Regions from separate parts of the Drosophila melanogaster genome. Here all the other regions are linked to region 3. Evidence: chromatin contacts called from public HiChIP or PLAC-seq data. All regions are on one chromosome and are shown on one strand. The core of a region is the stretch at or near the end of the contact, and the rest is flanking DNA. Distances in the headings are between cores, read along the strand shown. Region 1 holds the start of CG8915. Region 2 holds the start of baz (bazooka). Region 3 holds the start of Ankle2 (Ankle2,).

Region 1 (4,075 bases), core at 406-2,905, 330 kb after region 3:
CGCAACAATTTGTCGAAGACAATCAAGAGCGTGATGGCGGAACAGCTCTTGTGCGCTTACAATATAAGCGGCCGTAACGGGAGGAAGGCTTTAAAATCATTTCCACAATTCTTCTCAGTTTTGATTGGTATGTATATTTGTAATTTTGCAGATATATTATTTAAATATTTTTCTTTACAGATTGCATTGGTTCCTTAGTAGGCCAGCAGGCAGCGGAGAGGGCCCTGTCCCACGCACTTGGATGCGTAAAAAATAACGCAAACAAAAAAAAGAAAAAAACGATGTAAATTAAGAAAGTACATACATACATATGTATCTAGCATCCCGAAATCCCTTACAAATCTTAACAACAATTCAAACTACCAGTCAACAATAAGAAACCGTGTCTCTAACCACTTTCCAAAAATGAACCTTATCTGGATCCTCAGTGAAATTAAGAACTATGTACATACATATGTACGTATTTCTTCTAAAACACCACATCTATACATTATGGATAACTATTAAGTTGTAGGGCGTGACACTTAACGAGTAAGTATTATATTTAATTTTTATTGACTCAGCTAACATTCAACGAGCTCATGCTCGCTGTTATCCAATAGGGAGATGGCCATTATGTTGGGATGACTATAAAGCCTTTTGGCATATTGCGCGCTGCTCTTCTTCACCTCTTCCCTGACCCAAGCGAAGCCTAGGACCTCGTTGATGGTGGATTTGTCGTGCAGCACGTGGGCTCCGGTATTATTTCGATATTGGACTTACTGGCCGTTCCCCAGATCGGCCTGACGATCGGATTATATATAAGAAGATTTGTGGATGTCCGCAACTTGGACCCTCTGCCTATATGCCAGTAGAATAATTTTAGTCGGTAGTCTGGCTTTTCTCAATTGGTGCGGCTTGCAGTTGAGACTCCTGATACCTAGGTAATTCGGAGTGGCTTCCTCTGGGATTGTAGCGTGGCCCAGGCTGATGAAGGGACAATGCCCGCTAAGTTCCACCTTTTCTGCCAGGAGTTGCGCAGGCCAGCTGTGCCTGTATTAGTGGCCTCGATTGTTGTGTTCCAGGAAGGCTGTGTCTGCGTCTGCGTATGTGGCTGCCATTAAGGATGGGCTCTGCAACACATGAAGATTCGCCGTGAACGCGCATCATTATACTAAATCATCACTAAGCAACTCCACATCATAATTAACTGTCCTCCCCTTTCGCTACGTAAAACAGTTGCTCTTCGTACAATCTGAACAAGTAATGCCACTGCTAATTTAACAAAACTTCAACCAATTCCATAAAATAAAAATCTACATATGTATTACCTCTCTTACACTGTAAAAATCATTGTCTTTGACCTTATATGTAGCTTAATATAAATAAAAAAGCAAATATACATTCATATGTAAATATGCACATGAATATGTGTGTATGTAGCAGGCAGAAATTCACAATTTGGTTTCAAAAGCTAAATATAAATATAAGTATGCTTAGGTAATGTAAAATTCAGAGTACGAATCACCGTTATAGTAAAAAACATTAAAGATAAATAAATCATATCAAGAACAGTAAAAGTTATAAAAGTTTATCATTTGGGCACACTGCCATCCGGCCCGATAGGCAGCAAAGCCGCCTGATATCGACGCGCAATAGGGTCCGATAACTTCTACAATTCATTGTTATCGAGGTATTGTAGAAATACAGCTGATTGAAAGGCGAATAGAGTTTTGAAAAGCGCACAGAGATTGAACACAGTCGAATGGCGGACAGTGAAGAAGCAGTGAAACGTGGCCGTCGCCAGGGCAGAAAGAAGGCACAACCTATGCCGGAACAGGCGGTAGTGTTGGTGGTCAATGGCCGAGTGACCGGTGGGCCGAAGGGAACTGGCAAACAGAAGACTCGACCGGGCAAGAACGCGAAAGCCGACGCGGGCGACAAGCTGAAGTCCGAGGACGAAAAGATGCTCCGCCAACTGGTCGACGACTTCCTGCAGAGCTGCGAGCCAGAGAAACAGCTCCCCGGACTTACAAAAGCCCAGCGCAGCCACGTTCACCGATTGGCCCAGCATCGCGGGCTTAAGACGGTGAGCAAGGGTCCAGAGGAGAACCGCGTCCTTTTTATAAGTCGCCCACAGTCGGATGGCCAACAGCAATACATTCTTTGCAACACAAAGCTGGACATTTGTCCGCCGCTCCTAGACGTTCTGGGACAAATGGCCGGCAATGTGGAACGCAGATTGATGAACTCCGTTGGAGACTTAAAGTGCAACAAACAGCAATATAAGGATATACGGCTTCCTTCCAACTTCGGCCTGGTCGGGCAGAGGCTTATTCCGCCGCCGCAGAGCAACCGGAACAGGAACATTCAGCACGAGCGCCGGAGCCTGCCCATCTACAAGCAGCGGGAGAGCATCCTCAACGTTCTGCAGCGCGATCAGGTGACCAAATGCTTCCTTTTGATATTAAGTACCTGTACCATTTTCTATTTATATTACGTCAAACACTGAATTGCTACTAATACCTGAGAATCCACCTTACAGGTTTTGATCATTAAAGGAGCCACCGGCTCTGGCAAGTCCACCCAACTTCCCCAGTACATCCTTGAGTGGGCCGCAGAGCATCGTGCTCCAGTCAGGATCGTGGTAAGTCAGCCTCGCCGCATAGCAGCTATCAGTGTCTCGGAGCGCATTTCCAAGGAGCGCGGTGAGGCGCCTGGCACCACAGTGGGCTATAATATTCGCATGAATAGTGAGTAGCAGTTGGCCGTAAAGTAATTATGACTATAACTATAATATTCAATCTCTGCCAGGACAATGCAGCAGCAACACGGTTCTAATGCTGACCACCAGTGGTTGCCTTTTAAGGGCTCTCGCCATGGATAAGAAGTCTTTTTTTAAAAACACCACCCACTTAATCATTGATGAAGCCCACGAGCGTGATTTGGACACAGACTTCCTGCTGCTGGCCACCAAGCTGGAGCTGCAAAAGAATCCGCACCTTCGCCTCGTGCTTATGTCGGCCACCATGGATCTTGAAGCATTGTCCAACTATTTTGGTGGGGGCACTGTAATGGATGTGGAGGGGCGCAGCTTCGAGGTGTCGATCTATCATCTAGAGGACATTCTTAGTAAAACTGGGTACATGCACCCGAGAATGGAGAAGTTTTTGGGCAAGCCGACAGGCAAAGAAACTCCTAGCGAACTACTAGCCGCCTATTATGGAGGTAACACAATCGTACATCCGGATATCGACAATGACTTGATCGTTTCGCTATTGGAATTATTACTGCGCCAAGGTGACGCTGGAGCGGTGATTGTGTACCTGCCAGGCTATAGCGATATGACCTCGCTACTGGCCCGCTTGGAATCGTCTCTGCCGCGGGAACAGATTACTATCATACTGCTTCATAGCCAGGTGGACAACAGCGAGCAACGCAAGGTCTTCCGCACTTATCCTGGCGTGCGTTTAAAGATTATTCTTAGTACCAACATAGGACAAACTTCGATCACCATTCCGGATCTACTCTATGTCATCGACACGGGCCTCGCCAAGATGAAGACCTATGACTCGACCATAGATGCATCGCAGTTAACCCTCACGTGGATCTCGCAGGCGGACGCCAAACAGCGTGCGGGAAGAGCTGGACGCGTGTGCCATGGCAATTGCTATCGTCTGTATGACAACGACCGCATGGCCAGAATGAATCTGTACACCATCCCAGAGATCATGAGGCGTACCTTGGACGAGATATGTCTGCTGACCAAGTTGGCAGCTCCAGACAAGAAAATAGAAAATTTTCTAGCTCTGGCTTTGGATACCCCACCAAAGGATGCCGTAATGCAGTCCTGTTCTAGACTGAAGCTATTGGGCGTGCTCGACGAACGGGACGAGGTCACGCCGCTGGGACATATCGTTGCCGAACTGCCCTTAGGCGTTCAAATCGGCAAATGCCTGGTGTACTCCATTTACTTGCGCTGCCTGGACAGCATGATCATAATTGCGGCCTACCACTCGGTGAGGGATCCCTTTGTTCTAAACATAGAGCGCGGCAAGAAATCAGGGCAGCAGATATCCAGAGTTCTTTTCGCTGG
Region 2 (3,697 bases), core at 445-2,944, 420 kb after region 3:
CATAAGAGCCATTTGATTTTTTTTTACCAGTTTCTACCATTATCTGTGTATAATAATATATATTTGAGAGCTTCGGGGTATTTTACGATATCTATTAGTTTTTATACTTTTGAATGCAAATATTCAAACGAATTGGGAGAGATAACGGTTGTCTATATGTATATCATTAATATAATCATAAATAATATTGGGCCTAACATTATTGTCTAGAATTCTAAGTTAATTGGGTTTTTTTTGTATGAATATAATAATGATACAATTAAAGAAAATTAGTATAATATTGGAATCCATTGGTATTTTTATAAGTCATACATATGTATGAAGTAAATGTCCTTTGTATGTATATATAATATATTTTGAGATAACCTTCTTTATAATTAATGTATTTATTATATCAGTTACATAGTACCTCCCGTAACTCCAGAAGTGTTATCCATCAAAATTACTATCGATGGGTAAAGTAATACTTTATAATACTATATCATATATATCAGGTATATCCCCTTACCTTGCCGGCCGCCTTGATGTAGCGTCGCGTGGCCTCCTTGACGAGATCGCGGACGAGGAGTTCGCCGGAACCACAGGGAACCAGAATGCGAACGTCGCCGAAGCAGACGGTGACCTTCATTTCGTACTTTTCGTGTTAACAATAACTATTATCGTCTTCGATCTGCGATAATAAGTATGTATTTTTGACTGCTGCAATGCACTTTTTATTTTGCACACACATATATGCACTTGATTAAATTGGGCGATCGTTTCTTTAACTTATTTTTTTCTCGAATTTTTCGGATTTTTTCCTATTACTATTTTGTATGCAGCTACTTTTTTTTAACGCTATGCTCGTCTGCCTGCAGCAGCTTTTTGTTGTTCTTGTTGCTGTTGTTGTTACGACCGCATCATCATCATCGTCGTCGCTTTCCAGCTATCGCCATCCTTGTTGCTCCTTTCGCGTGCACAGTGCGCTTGTTGTTGCTGTATTGTTGGTTGTTAGGCAGCTGCAACAAAAGTTGGTCTAGGGCGGCATGGGTGCGAGCGAGATGGCTGCGTGCCTGGAAAAAGGATCGGGATCGCTTTCCAGTATGTACTTGTAGTCGCTCTCGCGCGCTCTCCCTCTCTGTCGCTCTCTGGAAACTGGAACTCTCTTTTGCTATTTACTTAGCATATTTCACCGTAAGGCATCGTTGTTATTGTTTGTTTTGTTGTGTTTGTGTGATTCATACACGCGCGCATTAAAAAAAACGAGTTACAACAACGGCAACCATAATAACAAGAACAACAAACAGCGGGCCAAGATCATTTATTTACTTCTTTTTTTAACGTTCTTCGCTCTCGCTCGCAAACTTGGCATTTGTTTTGGTCAAATTATTATATATTATGCGCTGTAGATTGCATGGTTTTAAATTTACGGTTCGATCATCGTTTTTATATCTTTTCTGTTACTCTCTTTTAACGTTGCTTTTGTCGTGTTTTTCGTTTTCGGTTATCTCCTTTTTCGCCCGTTGGCGTCGCTTCTTTCTTGTTGTTTATCACTTTCAACTATTCATATTTCGATTGCAAGTGGAATAGTATCGTTGACCGCCACTCTTATTAACGAACTATTTGAACTCAAAAAAATGCAAAAAAAATCCACGAGCAGCGCGTTGATTACTGCGCTTCGAGTTCGAATTCGCCCTGGCGAGCAACAACAAATGACCAAAATTCTGGGGATGGCAGGCTCATCGATACTATCGGAACAGCAGCTTGGCTTCTTCGCGGTATTTGGTTATACTTTACTGGGCGGTCACACTACTGCTCGTTATCTCCCGCTTATTTTAAAATCAGGGATTGGGCTAAATGCCATCTAATTCTGCAATAAGTTTTATTGAATTTGCATTGCTTTATATAAGTCAGCCTATTAAATAGAGATATTGATTAAGAGGTAATTAATCGTCTTAAAATATTAAAGTGTAAAGATGAAAATATTTCTTATGTAAGCTATGTATAAATATAAAATACTAGGAACAACCAATTTCGATAGGATTAATTGTATAGTCCTAAGAACGACAGATAGTGTTATCAAGATCGAGGAGTTTGAATCGAGAGCTTAAAAGAGAATAAAAAGAACTTAAAAAGATTGCTACACCTATATATATATTCATATATATATAAGATAATATAAGAAGATGTTCGATTTCATTCAACAGTTTAAGGAACGCCCCAAGCATTTCCTAATTTCCTAAGAATATATGTTTACCAACTCCTGTTAACATTTTATTTATTAGGCAAATACATTCATCTCGAATGTAAAACATTAAAATTTTCAATTAAACCTGAACGATATTGTGTGGGTGGGATAGCCATTGCGGTATTTTTTTCGCGCCATTTTCAGATTTGCGTTATCGATTACCGGCAATCGCTTGACGGCAATATTGTAACAACAAAGCACACATTCGCTCTCATTCAGCTAAAAAAGAAACTAAAAACCTTAAACTATATTCGATCGATGGCAGAACCCCGTCCCGGCGGCTACAACTACAAGACATTATTGTGAGTAAAAGTTCGTTCATCAAAGGCAGAGCGATGTCAACTATAGTTCCATACGAATCCCCAGATGCAGAAACATTCCGGAGCTATTTTTGGACAAATATGTGGCGCGTTCGCACTTTGGACGTTTTGGAACCCTCGTAAACTTCGTCCTGCGTCCGCGGCGAATGACCTGCACCGTAAGCTATGCCAGCGAGGACGAGGCGGCGCGGGCGCTTCTCGATGGCGCCAGCTTTCAGGGTCACCTGTTTGATATATCCTATGCTGATAACGAGACGGCGCCGGCACAGAAAACGGAGGAGTGGGTGGATCCTGACATTCAGGCGGAGTTGAGTGCACTGCAGTCGGGCTGGCGCAATGAGTATGGGTCGGGCAAGCCGATAAAAAAACCACAAAATGGCAGCAGTGGTAGCGGTGGCAGTTCAATGCTGCCTGCCATACCAGTTGGGCCCGCAACGGCGCCGGTGAGCAGAGATCGTACGCCTGCCCAGCTCAGGGATCTTGAGAACATGATGCGCAGACCCGCCCATACAAGCGAGGAGAAGTTCAGCGTGCTGGATGCCCGCGATAAGCTGCTCCGGTTGAACCGAACGCAACACAAGCTGTCCGGTGCCACCCAGGGTCACTGCGCCGATATGTGTCCGGAAAAGGAGCGCGTGCTGAGAGAATTCCAGCGCCAGGTAGCCTACTATGAACTACAACCGGGCTCCGATGAGCTAATCTGTCACGAAAGAGCCCTGAAGCAGTACTCGCGCAGCAGTGCCGACCAGGAGACGCCACTGCCGCATGAACTGCGCAATGAGACTGCCCTGCACATGACCATGAGCTATCTAATGCATGAGATCATGGACATTAGCGAGCGCCAGGATCCGCAAAGCCATATGGGCGATTGGTTCCACTTCGTTTGGGATCGCACGAGGTCCATCCGAAAGGAGATCACCCAGCAGGAGCTATGCTCTCTGGGCGCTGTGAAGCTGGTGGAGCAGTGCGCCCGGTTTCACATTCATTGCGCCGCCCGTCTGGTTGACGCCGATCCCAGCGTCTTTGACAGCAAGATCAACGCCGAGAATCTAACCAAATGCCTGCAGACTCTGAAGTACATGTACCATGACCTGCGGATTAAGGGCGTTCCATGTCCCAAAGAGGCGGAATTCCGGGGCTACATTGTGTT
Region 3 (4,116 bases), core at 137-2,636:
GGCAATTAGCTTGGCCATTTGAAACGGGAAATGTTTTGCAAAACGAACGGTTAATGCAGGTGCAATTTACAGGGGGTAATCGCCTAATTACCGTTAGTCGTGCCTCACTGTATCTTCGTTTGTTTTGGGCTTCTAATTGGCAATTGGCAACTCGGGCTTTTTGGCCATGCTCGACTAACTAAGTGAGCCTCGTTTAACGGTCTTTTATTTATTTAGTTATTGCAGCTGCTTACTGAGTGCAAAAAAAATCCACTGAATATCAGTACCCTTTTCACACACACACACACGTACACATGGATTGAAAGGACCTGCAGCTTTTGTTGTTTCGACTTTTGCTTTATTTTATTGATTTTTAGCCAAGAATAAGAGGACAGGTTCAAAACACACAAACAAACACGCATACACCCGCACGCAGGAAAACACACCCCTGCTGGGTATGTGTATCCCTGAGCTACCAAAAAAAAGGAAAAAGGGAACAAAATATAATCAGACAATTGACTAGAAGACTTAAACAAACCTTTTTGGGTCGCAGCTTTCAAATTTGCGTGTATTCAATTTTTTTTTTTTTAGCAGTGATACTCCTTTAATTTACTGTTAGTAATGGCGCGCAAGTTTTTACCAACAACAACAACAATTCGACAACAACAGTGTTAGCCGCACGCCAAACACATTCACACACACAACACAAGCACGTTAAAAAAATGAGACCGCGCGAGTCGACCGCTATTCCCCACGAAATCCACGAACGTTATGTTTGCAGCCGTCGACGGTCGTTGAAATATGTCCGAAAAATCCCCACCGTTAAATGGGGAGCCTTATAAAATACCAAAAAGATACCAATCGTCAACCAATTCACCATAGACCCAAACCAACGTATGAAATTCAAACTGTATTTAAAAGTGTAAAAGGGATAGAAGCGGATAAGCAGGGCAACTGTTACTAACTTTAAGCTAGGCTTGTGAGTGGCCAAAGTTAATGAACAAATTAAGAGGACTAAATTCAAGGCGGTGCATTTAAAAATGTTACAAAATACTAAGAAAATACCAGTGGTATTGATAGCACCCTTGACTCAAACCATCAAATGTTTTGCTTGGCTATATGATTAAGAGGAAAGTTGGGGGAATGCCTCATTTGTACGTTTTATGAATAACGTAATACTAACTTACAACCAAAATACCTTTTAAGACTTAAAATAAAGTGTCACTTCTCATGTCTGAATCCCTCTGTGTAACAATCAATTTGAATTTCCGATATCCAATCATCGCTATAGCTTTGTATATAAATCTCGCGTAATTTTCATGCAAGTGTTTTAGAATATTTCAATTTGATCTGCAATTCGAAATTGACTGCAATAGTCAGCTAGTCATACGATACTTTTTATCGATATTACTCCACACCTAGATTCGCTGACAGTCCGCCTCTAATTTAATTTCGTTTGTGCACATTTTGTTTGAAAGACGCTTAAGATTATTGGGTTTTGTTTCATGTATTGTGCCCTTTGTGCTAAAAGGTAAGAATAACAAGATATATGTTTGTGATTCCGCCGATTCGTTGGGTCTTCCAGGTCTCGTGAGTTCGCGTCGCTGGTTGTTGATGTGCGTGTGCTGTTTTTTTTCCGTTTTTTTTTTGCGTTGTTGTGTTTGTGTGCGTGCGAGTGGAGGAGTGCAGCCGAAAACAACAACAAAACGGGACAGTAGAGTTCCTGGCATTTTGTGGTTGATGTTACCCTATTTTTACCGTTGCCTTCGCTTGCCATCAGCGGAACTTTACATTTTTTCACGGAGTTGTGAAGAAGTTGCCTGTTATTTGGTGTTGATGTCAAACCATTTTAACCGCTTACCTTGCAGTGCATCCGCCATTTTACGCAGAGATGTCGACCTATTTCGGGGTCTATATCCCGACCTCCAAAGCGGGCTGTTTTGAGGGATCGGTGTCGCAGTGCATCGGCTCCATAGCCGCGGTGAACATAAAGCCATCCAATCCGGCGTCTGGATCGGCATCAGTAGCATCGGGATCGCCATCCGGCTCGGCGGCATCCGTGCAAACGGGCAACGCAGACGATGGCAGTGCTGCCACCAAGTACGAGGATCCCGACTATCCACGTAAGTACGAACGAGATGAAGCGAGTGTCGGTATATGTGTGTGTTTTGCGTTCCAGTTATTTGCCGCTTGTTGCTATTGTGATACCCTGTAATCGGGGGTCATGCGCGAACGTTCGGTCGATTCGTTGATGGGTATTCGTGTGCTTTTGTTTTTAAACAATTGTGTCGTATGGAGCAAGTGGGAGGTTTTATGATTCATACACATACTTTTAAAACCAAATTTAAAAGTCGAGGGTTGAAGTTTCCAAGCAACAGGAATGTTCATGATCGGAATTGCATAGGTTTTGTTTTGAAACTAAACCTGAATTGCTTGACGAATTTCTGCAATAATGTTTGTTTTATAAGGGGTTGAAATTTTATTCCCATTTATGCAGAATATACCTGATCGAAATTTGTTCAGCATATGGATAACTCGTTCTTTCAAGTCGTTATTTTAATGAACCTAATAGTGCATATTACACATTTTTGGTAAATTAAGTGCTTAAATATTATTATATATGAAATGTATTAACTGGGATAAATTACATATAGGGTAATTCAACTGTTGCATTTTTATAAGTTTCGTTTTGCGCTGTTGTTCCTCCATGACTAACAGCCCATGAAGAAGTTTACATGTGTGTGTTCAAAACTTCTGAGATTCGAGAAAAAAGTCGGAATCGGGGCTTGCCCAGCTGTCCCGCTCGCACAGTCGATTTCCTTGTCTGGGAGCGGTCTTTCGATTTAATTGTAAACAAATGGTGAACGATGGCGATTACCTGTCTAATTAAATGCAACTCTCCTGCTCTCAGTCGTTCGCTCTTTAATCCAATTATATGCGATTCGAAAACAAAAAACCGATTGGGGCGAGTTCATTCCACTTCCACATCGACATCATCCAGTTCCCATTCCAGGCAATGCCCAAATTGGATGCATTACGAGGACCTTGACCTGTCAGCACCCACATTCTGCCATATTTATGTTCCAGCAGTCACACAGCTGCGGTCAAAATAATAGGTCCTTATATATATTTTTTTTTAACAAGAATAATTATGGGTTACTTAACAATTATCTTAATATTCTAAAATTCGGGGCAATATCACATAAGTAGTAAATATTTATATATTTATATTATTATTTCTTATGTACCTATTAAATTGCGATTTTTAGAAAGATCCCGAAACAGCAGTTGATAATAAAAACTATAAATTAGGTCGCAACTGTATATCACACAGAATTTCTCCAATTTGCTTCCTTTTCAAATTTATTTATACTGCGAGCTGCAGAACAACAAGTATCCCGAAAAAGTGTGTGCGTGTACTGTCAAGAATCCCCGGATCCTATATTTACATATATATATATGTTCATACGCCCAATTTTGCCGGCTTGTGTTATTGTGGGTTGTGCCTGTCCCTGTCCCTTTCACTTGGCCCTGTCCCTGTCTTTTGGCCCAAGTCAACGCGCAAAAATAAGAGAGCAAAGTTCCGTAAAACCCAATAACGCCGACCTATGAGATACCCTACGATTGGGATAATATGTTATAACATGTTATAAATAAGCAATAACTAAATTGCTTTAAGCAATTTAAGCACAGGTGCTTAAATTGCTTTAATTACAAATTACTTTCCTAATATTTCAAAGTAATCATAACTAAAGCAATCTCCTTATTCCTTATATATAATATAAAAATCGAAACACGCCTAATTAGTGTCCAATTAATCTAATAGCAAATGTTTTATGCCTTTTAATTGAACTTTCATACGTGCTCCCTATTGGCCAACACTTGTTGTTAGTTCTACATGCTATGTGTATGTTGAGCTTTTATCTCAGATCTTTGATTAGAACTTTACCACCAAGGCTGCGGTGTTTTTGCTTGTAGTTTTATTTCTGTTTTTGTTTTGCTAGCACATTGCGAAGGGTCGAAAGTAAATTTAATTATGGCACACTCGCTAATTTCGAGAGGTAATGTTAAGAGAAATATATGAAATGTTTGTACGCCGCAGCTGTGTGCTAAATATATCTGCTTTTGTTTTTTATA

What was found. HiChIP or PLAC-seq counts read pairs in DNA pulled down with a chosen protein or histone mark.
Region 1: a contact with region 3 is called in a Psq HiChIP or PLAC-seq map of the Kc167 cell line, with 5 times the contacts expected there. The contact joins the promoter of CG8915 here to the promoter of Ankle2 in region 3. A contact is called at or near these places in 2 of 6 datasets of contacts at active chromatin or transcription factors (both in the Kc167 cell line).
Region 2: a contact with region 3 is called in a POLR2A S2P HiChIP or PLAC-seq map of the Kc167 cell line, with 5 times the contacts expected there. The contact joins the promoter of baz here to the promoter of Ankle2 in region 3. A contact is called at or near these places in 1 of 107 Hi-C or Micro-C datasets (the D17-c3 cell line) and 1 of 6 datasets of contacts at active chromatin or transcription factors (the Kc167 cell line).

The regions. Positions count from the first base shown.
Region 1 is chrX:17,242,581-17,246,655 of dm6, reverse strand. It overlaps CG8915, which reads left to right and starts at 1,655. Exons shown (of 3, transcript NM_001298440.1): 1 at 1,655-2,422; 2 at 2,525-2,732; 3 at 2,794-4,075. The coding sequence starts at 1,745. All of the region lies in intron 1 of f (forked), which reads right to left. CG42854 reads left to right here. Exons shown (of 4, transcript NM_001201732.2): 2 at 1-127; 3 at 181-531; 4 at 603-1,303. The coding sequence ends at 287.
Region 2 is chrX:17,158,003-17,161,699 of dm6, reverse strand. It overlaps baz (bazooka), which reads right to left and starts at 1,694. Exons shown (of 8, transcript NM_001347807.1): 1 at 509-1,694. The coding sequence starts at 628. xmas (xmas,) reads left to right here and starts at 2,394. Exons shown (of 5, transcript NM_001370033.1): 1 at 2,394-2,529; 2 at 2,594-3,697. The coding sequence starts at 2,486.
Region 3 is chrX:17,576,499-17,580,614 of dm6, reverse strand. It overlaps Ankle2 (Ankle2,), which reads left to right and starts at 1,386. Exons shown (of 10, transcript NM_132993.3): 1 at 1,386-1,510; 2 at 1,848-2,102. The coding sequence starts at 1,871. It overlaps CG12991, which reads right to left and starts at 754. Exons shown (of 6, transcript NM_001272721.1): 1 at 518-754. It also overlaps asRNA:CR44124.